Regions from separate parts of the Danio rerio genome. Here region 1 is linked to region 2. Evidence: chromatin contacts called from public Micro-C data. All regions are on one chromosome and are shown on one strand. Each heading gives the region's core, a stretch centred on a gene start, on an enhancer-like site or on the middle of the called end of the contact. The rest is flanking DNA. Distances are from core to core; before and after follow the strand shown. Region 1 holds the start of traip (TRAF-interacting protein). Region 2 holds the start of gnai2a (guanine nucleotide binding protein (G protein), alpha inhibiting activity polypeptide 2a).

Region 1 (6,148 bases), core at 724-3,223, 320 kb after region 2:
ATTTGTATGATTATATATGGGTTTGACTAAAAAGTTAATATACACTCACTGGCCACTTTATTAGGTACACCTGTTCAACTGCTCAGTAACGCAAATGTATAATCAGCCAATCACATCGCTGCAACTCAATGCATTTAGGCATTTAGACATGGTAAAGACAATCTGCTGCAGTACAAACGGAGCATCAGAATGGGGAAGAAAAGTGATTTAAGTGACTTTGAACATGGCATGGTTGTTGGTGCAAGGCAGGCTGGTCTGAGTATTTCAGAAACTGCTGATCTACTTGGATTTTCACAAACGATCATCTCTAGGGTTTACAGAGAATGGTCCTTAAAAGAGAAAATATCCAGTGAGCGACAGTTCTGTGGGAGCAGATGCCTTGGTGTCAACAACATGAAAGCATCCTGCCTTGTATCAACTGATGGTAGTAGGCTGGGCTTCTTGGCACAGTTCGGGCTCCTTAGTACCAATTGAGCATTGTGTCAACGCCACAGCCTACCTGAGTATTGTTACTGACAATGTCCATCCCATCATGACCACAGTATACCCATCTTCTGATGGCTACTTCCAACAGGATAAGGCGCCATGTCATAAAGTGCAAATCATCTTAGAATGGTTTCTTCAACATGATGAGTTGACTACTCAAATGGCCTCCACAGTCACCAGAGGTCAATCCAATAGAGCATCTTTAGGATGTGGTGAAACGAGAGATTTGCATCATGGATGTGCAGCCGACAAATCTGCAGCAACTGCGTGCTGCTATCATGTCAATATGGATGTCACTAGCTACACTGAGTGCATTGTATCTGACACTGCATCTCTGGGCGATGCAATCTCAGCTTGCATCATAAAGGCCGCATCCAGATACTATTGCAATATGGACCAAAATCTCTGATGAATATTTCCACTACCTTGTTGAAGGATTAATCCAGTTCTGAAGGCAAAAGAGGGTCCAACCTGGTACTATTAAGGTGTACCTAATAAAGTGGCCTATGAGGGTATTTGTTTTATTCAATTTTTAATAAGAGCATTTTAGAACATTTTTCAGAAGATGTGAACTGATTAGAATAACAAACATGTTAATTTGATGATTTAAAATCAGGGGTTTTCCAACTAAACTATTAACCAAACTGCTTTGAAGTTAAAACATTGGCATTGTGTTGTCTAAAATTGCATAAACATGTCAGAGATGCCAAAACACTTACTTTTTCCCAATTATTTTATGTAAAAAGGATGAAATAAATAAAAATGTTTTACTCGAACACATAACCATAAATTGTACATTTGAAAAATGAAAAGTTGTCTCAGTGTTTTTTTTACTTTACAAACACAGATAGATAGACAGACAGACATACGGAGAGATAGATAGATGGATAGATGGATAGATAGATAGATAGATAGATAGATAGATAGATAGATAGATAGATAGATAGATAGATAGACAGATAGATAGACAGATAGATAGACAGATAGATAGACAGATAGATAGACAGATAGACATGCATTGTGTTAATGTGGATCAAAGGCAGTACTTAATGTAATGGCTTGATGCAACGTTATATATAAAGATAAGAACTCTCACAAGCGAAAACAAATACGAGCTAGGGTAAAGACACTTACCAGCTATAGTGAAAGGTATGGCCACAGTGAATTGCAGCCACATCTTTGGAATTGTCGAAGAAATCTGAGCAGATTGTGCAGTATGCTCGAATGGGCATTGTTGATCTGAAAGAGACATCTCTGTTTATGGCACGTTTCGTGTTGACTGATCGTGTGGCGATCTGGCGATACCTGTTTATATCCTCATGTGCTGTATTTACTTACCCAGGTGATACTGAAACGCATGAAATGTCTTATGAATGGAATTTTCCTTAATTAAACTCCATAATTGTGTTTATATTGTTTGTCTGTAGTTCTTTTTGAGCTTCCGACTTGACTTAAGCGGCGCGCCGAGTTCAAACCTCATGACTCCTCCTCTTTAGTCACGTCATCAACACACGACGACGTGAGAAGTTAAATACAACACGTTATTCTCTTATTATTGTTAAAGAAGAAGCTAATCGAGGTGTGTAAAATGTACACGTTTAATTCATTCAGATCAAGCGACATATAGAGCAAAGTAACATCCAGTGGAGGTAACACGCTCAAACCGGCTCAAACAAACTACTAACGTTATCGACTCAAAAACTACACTTCCCAGAGTTCCGATTTCCGCTGCGTGATGCCGCCTGTGACAGTCTGAGTTGGTTTTTGACCTAAGATAAGTCAACATTCAGTGATTTGAATGAAGAGCTTTTAAGGTACAGTAACTAGAAAATGTCTTATTAAGAGTCCAAACTATCCAAACAACATCTGTTAGACGTGGTTAAATTAAAGCTGGCGCAGAAGAAGATATTCAGTAGTGACATCAACAGTTTTAAAGGTTTAGCTCTTTGGCTAATGCGTTTGTCAGTCGGTCATGGGATTTATTCACAAATGAAGAGAACATATCAACAAAACGTCTATATGCGTTAATTTTTTACAAATATGAAGGATTATCATAAAAGTACACTTCGATTTATAGTTTTAAATGGGAAGGTTTAAACGTTTAATTTAAAATGTTCAATATTTATCAGTTATATAATTATTATATTTAGTATATTTACACTATTTTAATTGTTATATAATAATAAATGCTACCAATAATAATTAGCTGTACAACTCTAATCCTTATGTAATTTTAATATGTAAATAATTAATAAATCATATGTAAATTTATGGTAATGATTTCTTTATTGATTACTAATATGTCGTTGTTATTATTATTGCTATTATAATAATAATAATAATAATAATAAGTTATTAGCAATAAAGTGGTATATCAACATAAATAAGCATAACAGCGGTTCAGAGTATTTTATTAATTTTTAAAAATACATTTTAAGGTTTTTTACCTTTAATATATAGGACAGTAGAGATGAGATGAGACAGGAATACATGGGTAGCAGAGAGGGGGAAGAATCGGCGAAGGACCTCGAGCCGGTAATCGAGCTCGGTCGCCGTGAGCAGCTTATATGTCAGCGCACTTTACCACTAGGCTATTGGTGCCGACCAGAGTAAATTGTACTTGCCCAAAGTTTTCAAGCAAATGTATTTTCTCTTTAAAAAAGGAAGAAAAAAAAACACTATTTTTAGTAATCTTTTTTTATTTGTGATAAAGTAAAAATATTCATGCACTATTAGCAGCATATTTTCCTAGCTTATATCATTTATATTTTAAAGGTGCTGTATGTAAGGTTTTGATTCTACTGAAGCATAAAAATGCCATAATATGTTTGCAGATATTTAAGAAACATGCTAAGAAAACATTTATGTTTATCTGAACAACTATGCTGAAGTCAGATATTCTTCTTTGAAAACGTGTGTTATGTGTCTTTGTTTTAATCATTTAACCCACCCACTGCCACTTTAGCCAATTATATTTCAGCAACCCTGGTTGTCTTGGAAAAAAAACGCATATTTCATTCATTCATTCAGAAAGGCTTTCAAAGCATGCGCCCTTGACCGAAATGCGACCTTCACTGGACTGTAGCAGACTCCAAAGTGAGACGCAGATTCAGAGTTCCAAATGAGGTGGTTATTAAGGAGCAAATAATTTAAATATTACCAACGTAAACATTAAGTGAGCAGGTTATATTGTAACCCCGTGTCCTAACAACACACTATGTTACGAGATTTGCAGTGGTAAGCAATTTAGTTGTTTGCACCAGACGAATCACAACAGAAATTTAAAACCAGCCATTAAGAAGCACAGAATATGCACTCACTCATAAAATTATTACCTATTAATTACCAATTTCCTTTAACATTATTAAATTTATATGCTGAATCACTGATATGATTCACAGTTCTAATATCGGTTTATTTTATTTTCAAGATCTGAGGTGAACTATCTGCTGCTGCTTTTAGTAGTATGGCAATAAATGTAATGTAAAATGGCATTCAACCTCACTTTATTAGCATTTAACACTGAATAAAGCACATGGGGTTTACTTGAGGTGATCATGGTCAGTTTTCTGTTGTTCACCAGCAAGAAATAGACGCCCTTTCTAATTAATGAATTTGAGGTATTTTTAATTTGGAAAATAATTCTATCGCGTGCCGTCACTTTTATTCAGAACAATTGCTCGGGTTGGTCCTTAATCTGGCAACCTGCTCTTGCATTTATTTTGATCCAGGAATGCAATGCCTAGTTCAGCTACTGCGTGTCAAACTTCTCTTCTATACTGCACCTTTAAGTACTGCAGCAGAATCCAGTTAATTACAATATTGTGCAATGCATGAATTTGAATGTGGCAGTATGAAGAACTGAGGAATTAACTGAATTCTGCTTCCTCTTTTAATGATTGTTTCTGTAATTTCACTTCCAGTGATGTAAACTATTTGTACTGTAAGAGCCTCGGAGCTGTAGGGGTCATGCAGTGAATGGCTCATGGCACGAAGGTTGGAACTTCTGACTGCGGCTTCTGTTCTGCTGGCTTTCGCTCATGCCTGATGTCAGGATGGCGGCATATGTCCACAGCAAGGGTGTGTCCTGGGAGGTTAAAAATGACACCTTGATGCCATCAGATCGACTCCGGCAAGACAGATCAGAGAGTCCGACCCCAGGCCTGGTGGAGGGCACTGAGCCAGGTTAGTTTAACAATTCCTTTATAATCTTGTTTATAAAGCCAATTTATACTTCTTTTATATGTGTGTATATATATATATATATATATATATATATATATATATATATATATATATATATATATATATATATATAGTTGAAGTCAGAATCATTAGAATTATTATAAGATTTTTAACAGAGCAAGAAAATTTTCACAGTATGTCTGATAATATTTTTTCTTCTGGAAAAAGTCTTATTTGTTTTATTTTGGCTAGAATAAAAGCAGTTATTAATTTTTTTAAAACCATTTTTGGGACAAAATTATTAGCCCCTTTAAGCTACTTTTTTTTTCGATAATCTACAGAACAAACCATTGTTATACAATAACTTGCCTAATTACTCTAACCTGCCTAGTTCACCTTATTAACATAGTTAAGCCTTTAAATGTCACTTTAAGCTGTACAGAAGTGTCTTGAAAAATATCTAGTAAAATATTATTTACTGTCATCATGGCAAAGATAAAATAAATCAGTTTTTAGAAATAAGTTTTTAAACCTATTATGCTTAGAAATGTGCTGAAACAATCTTCCCTCCATTAAACAGAAATTGGGGAAAAAATAAACGGGGGCGCTAAAATAAAAAAAAAAGGGGGGGGCTAATAATTCTGACTTCAACTGTGTATATAAATAATTTTTTTTTATTGCCATTGTTTTTATGTTGCATCCAACATTGGTTCAAGTTAAAGGTGATCAATTATGTCTCTTTTTACAAGATGTAAAATAAGTCTCCTATGTCCTTAGAATGTATATGTGAAGTTTCAGCTTAAAATTATTATGAACCTCATTTTACAAAACTCGTCTAGAGAGGGGTGAGCAACATAAAAGCGACGCGCAACTAAGGGAATACAATTTTCTATTTATTTATAGACAAAAATACATGTCTTATAATTATATATAAAATATATTATTAACTTAACAATAACTTTAACTGAATCAAAATTAATTAAATAAACAAACAAACATAACATAGATCAACACAGAAGGAAAATAAGCACCAACAACACCGGCATGGCTCCTCCGCTGGTCATGCTTGCGACAGAGCAAAAAAGGAGGATCAGCCAGACACGCACTGGAAACAAAGAGCCACGCAGATGCACATTCAGCTTATGCTTATAAAGCTGACAGAGCAGAATTAGGCGCAAGTTTAAGGCAGAGTTTGCCTTAAAGTAAGAGAAATACCAATTAATATCAAGAAAACATACATAACTTTTAAACAAACAGTAATTATAATAAATAAGTGCTCTATAGTTATTGATTATGTGATTTGCTGAGCAGAAATATTGTTAATTTCCTAAGCAATGCATTGCTTATTTACAGGTGCAGGACAGGAAGGTGCCATGTTCGTTCATGCTCAGTCTTTTGAGGACCTGACTGCTGATAGTGAGCCCAACACTGATGACAAATCTGCAGAGGTGGACGAAGTTCAAGAAGAGGCTCTGGA
Region 2 (5,934 bases), core at 2,144-4,643:
AATTCAGCTTTATTTGTATAGCACTTTTACAATGTAGATTGTGTCAAAGCAGCTTCACATAAATGGTCATAGTAACTGGAACAGGGTAGTTAGTTTTTAGTGTTTAAGTTCAGTTCAGTTTGGCTCAGTTCAGTGTGGTTTGAAGTCATTATTGAGAGTCCAAACACTGAAGAGAAAATTCATCGTTGAGTAGCTTTTCAGATCCTGAACCATGCAAGCCAGTGGCGACAGCGGAGAGGAAAAAAATTCACCAACAGAAGAGTGAAGAAAAAAAACCTTGAGAGAACCAGACTCAGTTCGGCACGACCATTTTAATTTTTCCGCTGGCCAAAAGTCTTGTGCAGAGCTTCAGTCTCAGCAGTGGAGGCTGGAAGCTGGCCTCAGCGAAGACTCGTCTGTCCCTGGAGCGTCACTGGAATCAGTCTCATGCTCGCCACTCCCCCATGACCAACAGCGCAGCAGCAGCAGCTCAGGATACGGCCTGGTCCCGGATATGGACACCTTGGGATCATCTCGTCGCTGGTCTTGGGTCCAATCAGTGACTCCGCATAATCTGAGGATCTCGGGATGAGTATCCCAAGGTGGAAATGGAGAATAAAGAGAATAATTAGGGTAGCTGCTGTTTATAGTGTATATAAACAAGATGTAGAAACTTGTAAGTGTCCATGCTTATTCAAGAACTTGTATTAAACTTCTTTCAGGCAAAAAGAGAGAAATGTTTACAATGTTATGAGAGTTTCATTGCCCTGCGAGAAACTGAAACTCGTCAACGGATTTGCATCTGAGGTTAGTGGGTCTGATTTTCATCATTAGCACAGAAATAAGCCATTTTATTTATTTAACAGTTAAATTAAGCTATTTGGAAATTACTTTTGATTTTACACTCTTTAACACTCAAACGTTGTGTTGTTTTTACCAAATATGAACAAGCTTATCCGTTGGGTTTAAAAATAGGCCTGTAATTTAAATTCAATTGGGTAAAAATAGCCAACGTGGATTAAAATGGCCCAGCGTTTTTAGAGTTTAGATGATTAAAGATTTCGCCTAAAACCTACTGTGTGAATTATAATTTTAGACACACGAGGGCGCTATAAAACACACACAAAGCTCTGCTCTCTGATTAATGCTGTTTGCTTTAGCCAAACGATAGGGACACGTAAATCGTACTACAAGCATTTAATTAAACAAGGTTTCATGTCCAGCCTGAGCACATATCATACAGAGCAAGTGCTGAAATCAGAGCGTCAATATTGACATTGCCTCAACAAAAGAGATTTCTAACAGGCTCTCTCTGAAGAATGTCATCTGTCATCATTGAATAATAACAAAACAAGTCAGCTGTACTACTTCACACATACTTCATTTATGTCTTAATATATATTTTACGTTTACATTTAAATACCAACGCTCTCTGTGTAATTAATTAATGGTAATAATTAATAATTTACTTCATAAAATAAAATATAAATATAATAAGCTATTTAATATTTTAGATGTTCTCCAGATGACTTTAAAGTTGAACAATGAAACAAGAAAAGTGACAGAAATAATTAGAAATAATATAATAAACTATTCAGGGATACCACTGATGAAAAGTTTTCCTCTATGTGTGCCTTATGTGCTGTTTTATTCCAGGTGAAACATCATGTGGATTTGCTACAATGTTTGTTACTGCTACCACACATAAAGCTTTTTTATTGTCATTGATGGTTTCATGAAGAACTTCTAAAGGGATAGTTCAGCCAAAATGTCAATCAATATTCTGTCATCAAATATTCACCCTTGAGATGTTCCAAACCCAGTGGCTCAGTGGTTAGCCTCACAGCAAGATGGTTGCTGGTTTGAATCCTGCCTCGAACCACTGGCTTGTGACCAGAAGGGCATCTGCTGTGTAAAACAAATGCCGGAATAGTTGGCTGTTCATTCTGCTGTGGTGACCTCTGATAAATCAGACTAGGCCGAAGAAAAATGAATGAATGTTCCAAACCAGTTTAAGTTTTTTTTTTAACGCAAAAGAAGATATTTTAAAGAAAGCTGAAAACCAGCAACCATTGTCTTCCACTTGTTTTGGTTAACTGTTTTCAGCTACATTTTGGCTTTATAATCCCTTTAGCATCCATAAAAACGTTTCATTTTACAAAATATTCTTTATGGTGAAAACATTTTTTTTTTCTTAAAATGTTTTTCAGATGACAAATATTTAGTTATTTGAACTTTTGATTTTGTTATTTGAACTTTTCATTAAAATAGTTTTTGATCCTCTTTTGGATCTTTCCAGCAGATTTATTCCTGAGGGTCAAGTGTTTTTGTTTATCTGCTCTATGTTCTTTTTGTTTATACATTTATCCGTACATTCATTTTTCTTAGGCTTAGTCTCTTATTTATTAGGGGTCGCCACAGCGGAATGAACCGCCAACTTATCCAGCATATATTTTACACAGTGGACTCTGGGAAATATCCATATACACACACTCATTCACTATGGCCAATTTATTCAATTCACCTATAGCGCATGTCTTTGGAACCAGCAACCTTCTTGCTGTGAGGCAACAGCGCTAACCACTGAGCCTCTGTGTCGCCCCTACTTTCATCCATAATAATAAAAAAAGAAAGGAGAGTTTTTTTAAATTACTTTTATTAAACTTTATGAAAAAAATTGTGGATAAAATAAACAAATTAATAAACAGGCCTACATAAATCAAAGATAAATAAATAAAAGAGTACAAAAATAAATAATAAAAAGGCGTATAAAGGGAAAATAAAATAAAAGGTGTAAAACATACACATCAAAAAACAGAAATTAACATATAATCCACACACATCCACACATACTTACACACTTATACAATACACTCAATTAAATTCAATCTGCAATTAAAACGAGGAGAACATGCAAACATCACGCAGAAATGCCAACTGACCCAGTCGGGACTCCGTCAACCTTCTTGACCACTGAGCCACCATGTCGCCAAAACGTGATATTTATATAATAACGTGATATTTATATATCATATTATATCATAAATACTGAACTACAATATAAAATAAGACATAGTAAGTAGAGTCACACTGTGAATAATTATCAGTTATTTTGTTATTCAAGTTCGTTTGAATGCAAATTTATTGGTTCGTGCAAACTTCATTTCCCATGAGCACCCGCGGTGGGCGTATCAGAGGGGCTGGCTGGCAGTGCGCGAGGAGCCCAACAATTCTGAACTGTGTGTATGTATGTGTGTGTGGCAGAGAGAGCAACTTCTCGGAGCAGACTGGGGTGTGGCGGCTGTGAAAACACTCACAGAAATCAGAAACCACTCAGCGTTTGCTTTCTAACGGGCGCGTGCTCTTTAAATCCTCGGCGACCACCGAAAGGACTAACCGAGGAGCACAACGGACATTTTTTGTTGCATTTTCGGATTCATTCACGTTTCCAGGCGCAGCACGTTTCACCGATCGTCTTGCTTTTTCATACCTGAGCACAAGGGGGTTGATCTAAACTTTTTTGGGGCAAACTTTTTGTATTTGTGGATGTAAGTTTTTCCCTCCCCATTCGCGTGATGTAAAACTCCAGCGTCTGGTTACTTGGTTTCTCTCGGGAGCCTTAACGTTAAACGTCAACAGATTCCAGGTGTTGTTCAAATTTCATTCAAATATATCAGTTCAGATTTGCCCCAAACCTCATACGGTTTGCTGAAAAATTTCCGACGCGTAAAAACAACGGTTTTGGAGCTACTTGTGTCTTAAGGACATTTCCTTTTCTTGGACTTGCGACAGTCGGGTTTTTTCAAAGCCAAAAGAGGAAGTTACTCACGGAAGACTATTTTTAAGGTCTCCTCTCGCTTTAAAAGGGTAATACCTTTTCATTTTTTCTCTTAAATCTATACTCATAAATCCGTCGCCCTGAAGCGCGCATTCGGAACCATGGGCTGTACCGTGAGCCAGGAAGATAAAGCCGCGTTGGAGCGGTCCAAAATGATTGACAGAAATCTGCGCGAGGACGGGGAGAAAGCCGCCAAGGAAGTGAAACTGCTGTTATTGGGTGAGTAACGAATCCCGGATAACCGGTCTGTACATCATAGCACACGTATAAACACTTTGTCACGTCTGCAAGTGTCAATTTGGGTCAAGAAAAGTTTATTTTAAGTGCCTTGTTGGCAAAGTGTGTCAGGTTTCCTCAGGTGTGGCCCTCGAGAAACAGTCAACGGATGTTAAGAAAAGGTCAACAACAATAAAAAAAGTGTTCACTTGCTTAGTTATTTAGTTTCAGGTACTTGTATTTCTTTTTTTTTCTTCTTTTATTATAGTACAGGGATGTCCAAACTCGGTCCAAGAGGGCTGGTGTGCTTCTGAGTTTAGCTTCAACTTGCTTCAACACATCTGCCAGAAAGGTTGAAGTATATCTAGTAAGACCTTAATCAGTTGGTTTAGGTGTGGTTGATTAGGGTTGCAGCTAAGGTCTCCTGGACAGTGGCCGTCCAGAATCGAGTTTGGACACCCCTGTTGTAGCATGTAAAAATTTTTCGTTCATTCATTTTCTTTTCGGCTTTGTCCCTTTATTAATCTGGAATTGCCGCAGCAGAATGAACCGCCAACTTATTTAGCATATGTTTTATGCAGCGTTTGCCCTTCCAGCTGCAACCCATCTCTGGGAAACATACTCATTCACACTCATACACTACAGACAATTTAGCCCATCCAATTCACCTATACCGCATGTGTCTTGACTGTGGGGGAAACTCCACACAGAAACGCCAACTGACCCAGCCGAGGCTCTAACCAGCAACCTTATTTGCTGTAAGCGTCACCTGTATATCATTTGTTAACATTTGTTATAAAGGCGAAGTTGAGCTCACATTAAAGGGATAGTTCACCAAAAAATGAAAATGTATTTGGTAATTACTCACCCTCAAGTGGTTCCAAAGATTTGTGATTTTTTTTTTTTTATTCTGTTTTGCTAGAACTTCTATGTTAAGCTGCTTTGACACACACAGAATTAAAGACAAATTGAAATCAAATTGAATTGTTAAACACAAGCCAAGATATTTTGAAGAAAGCTATAAAACTGTAACCATTAACTTTCATAATTAGAAAAAACAAATAGCCTACTATTGAAGTCAATGGTTTTAGGTTTAAAGCTTTCTTTAAAATATCGTCTTTTGTGTTTAACAGGTGAATTGAACTCAAAAAGGGTCGGAACCAGTGAGGAGTAGCCTAAATTACAGAATTTACATTTTTGGCTAAACCAGGGGTGCCCAAACGCGGTCCTAGAGGGCCGGTGTCCTGTAAAGTTTAGTTCCAACCCCAATCAGACACACATGTGCTAGCTAACCAAGCTCTTACTTGGCTTTCTAGAAACATCCATTCAGGTGTGTTGAGGTAAGTAGGAGCTAAAATCTGCAGGACACCAGCTCTCCAGGACCGACTTTGGACATTACTGGGCTAAACTATCTCTTTAAGGTGCTTCTTGCTGAATAAGTTACTAACGTGTGCGTCATAGATGAGAAGACATTTGTGACACTCAACATGTTAGTATTATTGTTTCACTAATGACACACCAACTCATTTTGTTATTGTAATCATTTTCATTTAGACTTTCAGAAATTGAATCAGACTTTCTAAATTTTATAAGTGACCCAAAACTAATATACATTATTATGTGTTCTCTATCATTCAATTCACTGCATCATAGGTTGCTTTATAATACTGAAGGATCAGAGCTGGTGCCAGTGCAGTACTCAAGATGGGGCTTCTGAGAAACCAAGTGTGGTGATGGCATAATGCAAGCCTCCACAATTAAACTATAAGTGTTGCATTCATAAATAAACAAATGCTGCTATTACTACAGCTATGCAACTAAAAGCCATTGAGCATATTACAGTGTGTAGAACATGGAAACATGACCACATTCATAGGGTTTGCTATTAATACAGTTAAGAT

What was found. A called contact is a pair of places that touch in the nucleus more often than the background predicts.
Region 1: a contact with region 2 is called in a Micro-C map of caudal fin, with 7 times the contacts expected there. The contact joins the promoter of traip here to the promoter of gnai2a in region 2. A contact is called at or near these places in 5 of 18 Hi-C or Micro-C datasets (caudal fin, embryo, fibroblasts and 2 more) and 1 of 4 datasets of contacts at active chromatin or transcription factors (embryo).

The regions. Positions count from the first base shown.
Region 1 is chr11:37,556,052-37,562,199 of GRCz12tu, forward strand. It overlaps traip (TRAF-interacting protein), which reads right to left and starts at 1,974. Exons shown (of 16, transcript NM_205607.1): 1 at 1,825-1,974; 2 at 1,621-1,725. The coding sequence starts at 1,718. mon1a (MON1 secretory trafficking family member A) reads left to right here and starts at 2,214. Exons shown (of 6, transcript NM_001320431.1): 1 at 2,214-2,300; 2 at 4,410-4,671; 3 at 6,025-6,148. The coding sequence starts at 4,527.
Region 2 is chr11:37,231,903-37,237,836 of GRCz12tu, forward strand. gnai2a (guanine nucleotide binding protein (G protein), alpha inhibiting activity polypeptide 2a) reads left to right here and starts at 3,394. Exons shown (of 9, transcript NM_001001818.2): 1 at 3,394-4,036. The coding sequence starts at 3,919.